Linked DNA regions of Mus musculus: region 1 is linked to region 2. Evidence: chromatin contacts called from public HiChIP or PLAC-seq data. All regions are on one chromosome and are shown on one strand. Each heading gives the region's core, a stretch centred on a gene start, on an enhancer-like site or on the middle of the called end of the contact. The rest is flanking DNA. Distances are from core to core; before and after follow the strand shown.

Evidence for each region. HiChIP or PLAC-seq counts read pairs in DNA pulled down with a chosen protein or histone mark.
Region 1: a contact with region 2 is called in an H3K27ac HiChIP or PLAC-seq map of embryonic stem cells, with 2.4 times the contacts expected there. The contact joins two enhancer-like sites. A contact is called at or near these places in 2 of 115 datasets of contacts at active chromatin or transcription factors (both in embryonic stem cells) and 2 of 9 other capture datasets (embryonic stem cells and liver).

What each region holds. Positions count from the first base shown.
Region 1 is chr2:121,893,045-121,897,533 of GRCm38.p6, reverse strand. All of the region lies in intron 1 of Golm2 (golgi membrane protein 2), which reads right to left. Among named protein-coding and RNA genes, the nearest start is that of Golm2, 28 kb to the right of the region's middle. Within about 2 kb of position 2,078, at least 10 of the 459 cell types and tissues checked have an H3K27ac peak or open chromatin away from gene starts, as enhancers often do. A contact at or near this core is called in embryonic stem cells, where this site is marked.
Region 2 is chr2:121,547,708-121,552,132 of GRCm38.p6, reverse strand. It overlaps Frmd5 (FERM domain containing 5), which reads left to right. Exons shown (of 14, transcript NM_001360084.1): 14 at 2,901-4,425. The coding sequence ends at 3,478. Among named protein-coding and RNA genes, the nearest start is that of Wdr76, 43 kb to the right of the region's middle. Within about 2 kb of position 3,157, at least 13 of the 459 cell types and tissues checked have an H3K27ac peak or open chromatin away from gene starts, as enhancers often do. A contact at or near this core is called in embryonic stem cells, where this site is marked.

The sequences.
Region 1 (4,489 bases), core at 829-3,328, 350 kb before region 2:
GCATGTGTGTATGTGTTCACATAAAGTACACAGAGGTCAGAGGACAATTCCAGGAAAAGAACTTTTTCTTCAACCACATGAATCCAGGAGGTGAAACGCAGGCCCATCAGGCTTACAGCCATCCTACCAGATCTTACACTACCTTTATAGTCAAGACTCATTTCCTTTCTCCTACCATCTAGTGCCAACATATTGGCAAGAATATGAAACAACAGAGAAAACATAAGAACAGTGTCAAGGATAGATAGGGTAGTACCTAAAAAGTATAATTCCTATGATAATTCAAAGATGTTACAGGAAGGATTCTGTCTGAAACAGGAATTTAAGGTTGAGAATTTAAACTTGAAGTAAGTAGAAAAGAGCCTTTCAGAAAGAGAGAATAACCAAGAAAATGTATAGAGTCCAGAAGGCCTGAGGTATGTAAGAACAGTCCAAAGTACTATCTGGTGATTCACAAGAAAGACGAATAGGAAAAGGAGCTTGGGCAGGAAAGGCAAGGAATCAAGCAGGGTCTACCCTTTACCTGAGTCCTGATGGCTTAGTTAGTAAGGTGAAAGTCCATCCAGAAACAAAGAGCAGATGAAAGCAGGACTGTTCCAAGAGCAGGAATCTAGCAGTCTCACTGAAGTCTTGGGGGCTTTGAAGAAGGAAGTTTAAATAAGGCCAATGCATAGTTATGAAAAGGGATGAAACACTACTGGTACATAGCATAACACAGGTACTCTTCGAGAACACTACACAGGCAAGTTCGAGAAGACACTCACAAAAAGGCCAAACAATTCTGATCCCACCCACATGAAATGCACAGAAAGACAACGGCTACCATCTGGGGAGCAGAGGTTACTGAAGTCTCTAAGGATAAACCCAGTGTCTTTCACAAGTTCATGTTCTACATCTTAACAGTCCCTAGCCATAAGAGGGACTTCTTAATGTGTACAGGATTTCTTTTTGAGCAATGAAAATGTTTTAGAATTAGACAGTAACAACAGCTCTATGACACTATAAATTTACTTTTTTGTTTGTTTGGTTTTTTGTTTTTGTTTTTTTGAGACACGATTTCTCTGTGTAGCCCTGGCTATCCTGGAACTCACTCTGTAGACCAGGCTGGCCTTGAACTCAGAAATCTGCCTGCCTCTGCCTCCCAAGTGTTGGGATAAATTTACTTTTAAAAAAACCCAATGAATTATATACTTTAGAAGAGTTAATTTTATATCAATTACATCTACATTTTTTACACCATTTTCAATGCACAAAGAAAAGGACCATACGAATGCTGAGTGTGCTCTGGACAGCACACAGACAAATACAGACAGAACAATAAACAAACACTGTGTGCTTGAGGACCTCATTAGTCAAAAGAGACACTGAAGAAAACAGGCAATTATAGAATGGCAAGACAAATGATAAGAGTTTTATACAGGCAAACACAGTAGAAACAGCCTAGAAATCCAGCCTCAGGAGAGAACAGGAGGCTTCTGGAGACGACAGTAATGTCTGACTAACTCCTACAGAAGAGTGACTCTCACCCATGTGGAAGGAGGGTAGATAAAGAGGAAAGAAGACATTTAACGATGCACCAAATCTTGGAAGTAAAAAAAAAAAAAGAAAGAAAGAAAGAAAGAAAATTCACTCAACATTCTAGCATCTGCCAAAAGTCCCAAGGAGCTGGAAAATGCCGCAGAGCCTTTTTGGTCCCTGTCTGCGTAGAACGGGTTTCTAGTTGCAGGTGGGCAAGGAGTTGGCAAATGACAAACAGAAGCGACAGGAGAGATTGTGTAGAATCTGAATGTAATTTTTCAAGTCGAGCATCAACTTTTTATACAGAAGAGCAACAAGAAACCAGGCGAGATACATCCGAGAGTTACAGTGACACAATAGAAAAGGAATGTATACATCAAAAGAAGGTGGGGACGAGGCCACTGACACTAAGAAGGGAGCCAGGTGTAAAGCTAGTCTATTGTTAAGCCCACCACCAGGGGTCCTTAGTAAATGCCTGATTATGCTGTTTCTTTGGGCCTAGGGAAGAAACCTGTCTCAGGGGGATTCTCTAATTCTTTCATGGTAAACCCACCTATATGCCAGGCCATTGTAAATTCCCTTGTCTGAGTAAGACTGCCTATGTCCCAAGTAAACACTCTGCAGACCAGCCCTAAGCTATTCTGGCTCCGCTCTTTGTAATGCCTAATTAGTTTCACAGTCTGTACTAGAAGTAAATTTGAATGTTGAATAGATAACCTTCTTACTGAATTACAAGTTTGTGGGCTTCAAGGATTTTCTAGGATGTTGGAACACTGGCGAAGGCTTAGCTATGTCACAATTCAATCTTTAAAGGCACTTATAATAAAACAATACTGAAAGAGAGCACTTGGATCCATACACCAGACTAATGCGGGGATAGGGTTATGAGAATGCCTGGTTCCAGGAGGTTGAGTTTCCTTGAAACTCCCTGCCTCGTGAGTGCTTCCAGGCCTCTCGGCCTGCCAAGCAGACTTCACTGGAGTGTGAGTAGCAGGAAAATAATGAATTAAGGGGAAATAGTAAGATATATCTCTTTAAAAACAATCAAGGTAGCGGGTGTGGTGGCGCACGCCTTTAATCCTAGCACTCGGGAGGCAGAGGCAGGCAGATTTCTGAGTTCAAGGCCAGCCTGGTCTACAAAGTGAGTTCCAGGACAGCCAGGGCTACACAGAGAAACCCTGTCTCAAACCGCCCCCACCAAAAAAAAAAAAAAAAAAAACAACAAAAAACCAATCAAGGTCTATAGCACAAGGGTCTTACCAAAGATGACAGGCATTTTCATGGATTCTTTACAAGGCTTGCAAACAAGATTATGATATCCAATTTGCAATTTTGAAGTAAATTTGGCTACAGTATGATGGGCAGACCAGAAAGGACAAAATTATACAAAATGAAATCAGATCATTTTATATGTGAGAAAAAAATCTCTCTCAACCAGGCCTGTTTGTACAGGGATGACAAGCTGAGGATTACTGGTTACACTTTATTGGTTGGAGGAAATTTTCCAAGGAATAATATATCATAAAACTCAACTTCCAATGTCTCTAAATAGTTTTGTGGGAAATGAGCTATAATGCCTGTGTTTATGCTTGTGTGATAGCTATGGCCATAGTGACAGAAATTATATGGCCTCAAGAACTTGCTCTCTGGCCTTCTATAAAAAAGGTCCGATTACTCCTAAACTATCAGAATAAGAATAGAAAGGCAGCTCCTTGTGATAGATAAGAGGTTGAAGGTGTTTGCCACCAAGTCTGATCCCTAGAACCCACAAGGTAGGAGAGAAATGACTCCAAAGGTTGTCTTCTGACCTCTATATAAGTATAGTGACACGAGCATGTTCCCCATTCCCAATAAATAAATATAAATGAGATACACACACAAATGGTATGGGCAGGGAGAGGGCAAAAAGGCACACAGACAAGCTGGCCAAGCAATAATCTGCGGTGTAGTAAGATATGAAAAGCTAACTGAAAATCACTGGAGCTAGAGTTACAGGCAGTCATCAGCAACTCAACATGAGTGCTGGGAATTGAACTCCGGTCCTATAATAGAGAACAAGGTGCACTTAACCACTGAGCCCTCTGCTCAGCCCCTGGTTTTGGTTCTTACTACTGATTAATTATAAATTAATTAGTAAATAATTTAGGTTCATCACATTTCCACACTCACTGTTAAATAGGCAATGCTCTAGAAAGTTCTAAAATTACTTAGCTTTTCTTCAAAATATTTTCTAGACAGGATATAGCACAAAACCTCAAAAGTATTATTTACCACTTATCTCACAAAGGGATTCTCATTCTCTGGGTTCTGTGTCACCTCTCTCTCTCCTTACTTACCAGCTTTTGCAGTGATCTTCTTGTTTTTTTCTGGCACTGGGAATTAAATCCAGGGCCACAAATCAGGGAAGTGTTCTACCACTAAACTATAGCTATATCCCTGGTCCTACTTTCAGGCCTTTTACTTAAAATAGGCAAGATATTGTTACTTAAAAGTATACAAGAAAGATAATGTACATGTTTCTTTGCAAGTGAGTGGTGTTGAAGGGTGGCCAGACAGTTAACAGTCACCAACAGCACACCTCTTGCCCAATCACATCTACAATCAGATACTGTGGTGGTTTGAATAAGAATGACCCAAATAGTTGAATGTGTAGTCACCAGGGAGTAGAACTGCTTGAAAGAATTTAAAGGATTAGAAGGATTAGGAGGTGTAGCCCTATGGGAGGAAGTGTGTCACTGGGGGTGGGCTTTGAGGTTTCAAAAATCCATGCCAAGCCCAGAAGTTTCTCTTTCTACCTACAGATTATGATGTAGCTCTCTGCTACTGCTCCAGCACCTGCCTGCATGCTGCCATGCTCCCTGACATGATGATGATGAAGAACTAAACCTCTGAAATTATAAGCAAGTCCTAATTAGATGCTTCGTAACAGTTGCCTTAGTCATGGTATCTCTTCCCAGTAACAGAACAGTAA
Region 2 (4,425 bases), core at 1,908-4,407:
GAAGAAGAAGAAGAAGAAGAAGAAGAAGAAGCCCTCCCGCCTGGCCTTTTGCAACTGTGGTGAAGTGCTGCTAACGAGCACAGCCGACTGTAGGGAGGAGCCATGAGGGATGGAACCAGGGCCTTCAAAAGGCACAAACGAAACCCCAAAGAACACGCTTTTGGCTGTGAAGTCAGCTCATTTGAAGGCACATCACAGAAGCCTTCTGACTTTTCTAGAAAAGCTTCATTTGCTTTCTAAAAATGGGGGAGGGGGGAATACAAAAACAACAACAACACAGCATTACAGTTTGAATGAAGCACAAAATCCCCACAAACAGGGACACTTTTAAAACAGTCTTGGAGGCCCAGAGGACACTGGGGAATGTCAGTTTCCTTTACCCACTGTGTCTGGACAGAATGTGGAGCTCAGCCAAGTGGGTTGTAGGACAGTCGGACATGGACAGACACAGCTCACTCCCAGCCCTGGAGCCACTTCTTCCTCAGTTCCTGTGTGACTTCAGTGCACATGGCCTAGATAAAGCCTGCCTGTGGCTTCAGAGCCTATTTTCTGGGACAGTTGTAGTTGGTCCACGGCCTTTCCCCTTCCCTCTGAGAGCCGGGGCCACGCGGGGCCTCGGGGAATGAGCTGCAGGCTGGCAAGCATTGCTTTTTATGGATGTAAGCACTTCTGGCCTATTCCAGTCCCCTGATAAGGATAGCCTCTGCTCTCCACGCTTCTCCCTCCTTCCAGCTCAGCCTGACATAAGGCTCTGGAGAGTCAGCACTCTGTCCAGGTGGAGGGCACTGCTGCCACGGCCTGGGGGGTGGAGATTCTTTGTACCTAGCTGGCTATTTCCTCTCCGTACCTCCTGGGCCTGGCTGGTGTCCCTTGAAGAAGGAACTGCCGTCCTGGCCTGCCATGGGAAAGAGTCTAATTAAGATTCAGACCAGAGTCCGTGTCCAGCTCCGGCTGACTAACCACTGCCTTCGGACCCTAAGCGTCCGCATCCTGAGGATGGGACCCCGGCTTCAGTGTAGGGTCCTAACAACTGTCCCCCCTGGCCCACTGGGAGCCACTTCTGGACAGAGGCATCAGCTAGATCACCTCAAAGGTAAATACACCTGTGCCACTTTGCCCCAGCGCCCGGAGACTAATGGGTCTGAGGAGGGGCAGGGTGAATGGTGGTTCCTATAGCAGATGAATCTTCTGAAATATGAAAACTTGTAGAAAATGGACATATCTGGACACCATTAAGGGAGGTAACTCAGACTCAAGACAAATACTACGTGTTTTCTCCCATGCAGATACTACCTTTTAATCTTGACATATGTGAGAGTGGTCCTAAAACCAGAAAGGAGACCATGGGGTGATGAGGGGTTAGGAATGTCGCTCAGTTGGGAGAATGCTTGGGTAACATGCACGAGGCTCTGAGTTTGATAAAGCTTGGTTGCATACATCTGTATTCCCAGCGTTTGGTGATGGCAGGGGGATTGGAGTTCAGTGTCATCTTTGACTACTCAGTGAGTTAAAGCCAAAGCAGGACTCAAGAGATGGCGCCTTTGAAAAACAAATGAGCCATTTTGAGAAAAGAGAATACAGTGTGCTATGAAATTGCACAAAAGGGTGCTGGGGTGGGACAGTTCAGGGAGCAGGGGAGCAGGGTGGGGGAAGGGCAACAAAAAGGGGTACTGGGGTGGGGCAGTTCAGGGGAGCAGGGTGGGGGAGGGGCAGCAAGAGATTGTTCAGAATTGCCATAATGGAACCTAATCTTCTAAATGATAACTTACAAAAAAAACCCCAAAAGCCATGTATTTGATTTAAAATACAAGACAAACCGTTTAAAGTGGGATGTTACTCCATAATCAATACTAAAGGTTTATGGTGATATTTCTGGATAATTTAAGGATACATAACATTTTGAATGAGATACATTTCATATACAACAAGAGATAAAAATGGATCCATAAAAAGGTTTTGAGATGGAGGGAGGGAGGGAAAAGGGAGAGGGTGGAGAAATGGGGAGGGGTGCTGGCTACATTTTCTTGTTCAGGACTGGCCTGATATTGAATGACCTTAAAGCAGTCTTCTGTTGAGAGGACAGAACATTAACATGCTTGGTGAACAACTGTGGTGGTCAGGCATTCTACTAGAAATGCCTGTCTGCCCATCCTCCTGTCTGCTGAGCTCACGGACAGCTTAGTAGGTGCCATAGCTTCTGACTCGATGTCCTGATGTCAGCCTCACTCTCCTTCCTCAGCCAGCTTAGGGATTAATCACAAGCCAAGATATTTTGTACTGAAGTGGCTGCTGGCACCAAAGCTGGTCATACTTGGGAGATCTGGCTGTCATAGATGTCCATGTGAGGGGACAGGCCTTTTAGAGGGTGTCATGTGCCAGGATCAGGCCACAGACAGGGCTTAAAGAGTTCTGTTTCATCAGTGACGCAGAAAGTATTTCTGTCATGCGTGCCAGCGGCCGCATCAGGAAATACAGAGAAGCCAAAGCATCCAGAGTTCTGGGGCAACGGCTCTTAATCCCAAGTTCCTTGGGTGCCTGAGTCCCAAGGCAGGTGCAGGCTGCAGACTTACTTATGTGCCCTGCATCCCATAGACCCCCACTGTGAGTCACAGGCTTGGATTCCATCCGCAGTTCTGCCTTGAGCCACATGACTTCTAACTATTCACCCCCTCCACTTTATGGAGTTGTTGAAAGACACAAATGAAAACTTTAAACATTTTTTTAAAATGTCCACTGGGTACTTCTTTTGCCCTGTTCTTGATGTCTGCATATGGAGTCCACAGCTACTGCTGCTGTACCGTGGAGCATAAGCAGCCACCTAAGGACCTGAGCTGACGCCACTGGATAGGAAAGAATGTTGTGACCCGGAAAGCTAATTCCTGTGCTTTTCGCCTTTCCAGGCCTTGAGTCGCTACGAGACAGTGCCCATTCCACCCCAGTGCGGTCCTCTTCCCATGGGGACACCTTCCTGCCTCACGTGAGAAGCAGCCGGGCAGACAGCAATGAACGTGTCGCTGTGATAGCGGATGAGGCCTACAGCCCCGCAGACAGTGTGCTGCCCACCCCTGTAGCCGAGCACAGCCTGGAGCTGATGCTGCTCTCCCGGCAGATCAACGGGGCCACGTGCAGCATTGAGGAGGAGAAGGAGTCGGAGGCCAGCACCCCGACTGCGACAGAGGCGGAGGCCCTGGGAGGAGAGCTGAGGGCCCTGTGTCAGGGGCACGGCGGGTCAGAGCAAGAACAGGTGAATAAGTTTGTTTTAAGTGTTCTCCGTTTGCTCCTTGTGACCATGGGACTCCTCTTTGTTTTGCTCCTCCTCCTGATCATCCTTACTGAGTCTGACCTTGACGTTGCTTTTTTCCGAGATATCCGCCAGACCCCCGAGTTTGAACAATTCCACTATCAATACTTTTGTCCCCTCAGGCGATGGTTTGCCTGCAAAATCCGCTCAGTGGTGAGCCTGCTCATTGACACCTGAGAAGGCATGACTCCTCCCAATAACTAGCCGGGTGGACCAAGGAACCCGGCTACCCATTCCCAGCAATGGGACCCATCGCGGAACCATCGGCACACACACCAAGTCCTCTCATGACTCAAAGTCCACTGAGCCTAGCAGGGTTCTTTCCCAGCAGAAGAAAGGGATATAGGCTAATGCTCTGTAAACCGGGAACATTCAGTTTCTTCAGAGGCTCTTCCGAGAAAGGCTCAGCAACTCAAATGTTTCTCATCCTTCAATATGCAGAATAATTTGGGGGTTTGAACTTTTAGTTTTTCATAGATGTGTATTATTTTGAAAGTATCCAAATAAAAGTCACTTATTTTACTAGACTGATGATTGCAGTAGTGTCACCCAGTAGATGGGACACTAGCTGAAGACTCAGACTGTTGTCCTCTGTACCCTGCAATTTTCTCACTGGTGCCAGTGGGTTCCGGGAGACCCAGCAGGGCAGGCCGGGGCTGTGGGCAGGCAGGAATGGCTTCCTCGCCAGACAGGAAGGTTTCACAAAGTAAACGGCGTAGAATGATTAAATAGAAAGTTGCTTCTTACGATAGTCTGAGTTGGATTTTCTTTCCCTTTTGTTTGTTTTTGTTTTTTCAAATCTGAGCAGAGAGTGCATCTGAAGGGACCACAGCTACAGCAGCAGCAGTGGAAGGGGTGGGGTAAGTCTGTCCCCTTAGACTAGAGCCTAGTGAACACCTGAGTTGTATTTAATGTTTTGCTTTTCTTTCTGAAGAACCTCAAGACTTTTAGTGCTTCTGGGGTGTCAAAGTGGTGCCAGAGTGTGCGGTCAGAGATGTCCCACAGCACAGTTACCAGAGACCTGTGCTGAGTCACACGAGAGCCTGCAGAGCCGCAGGGAGCTGTGCTTGTCTTGTTACAGTATGCCCCTCCCCCCAAAAAAGACTATTTCAAGCTCTATTTTA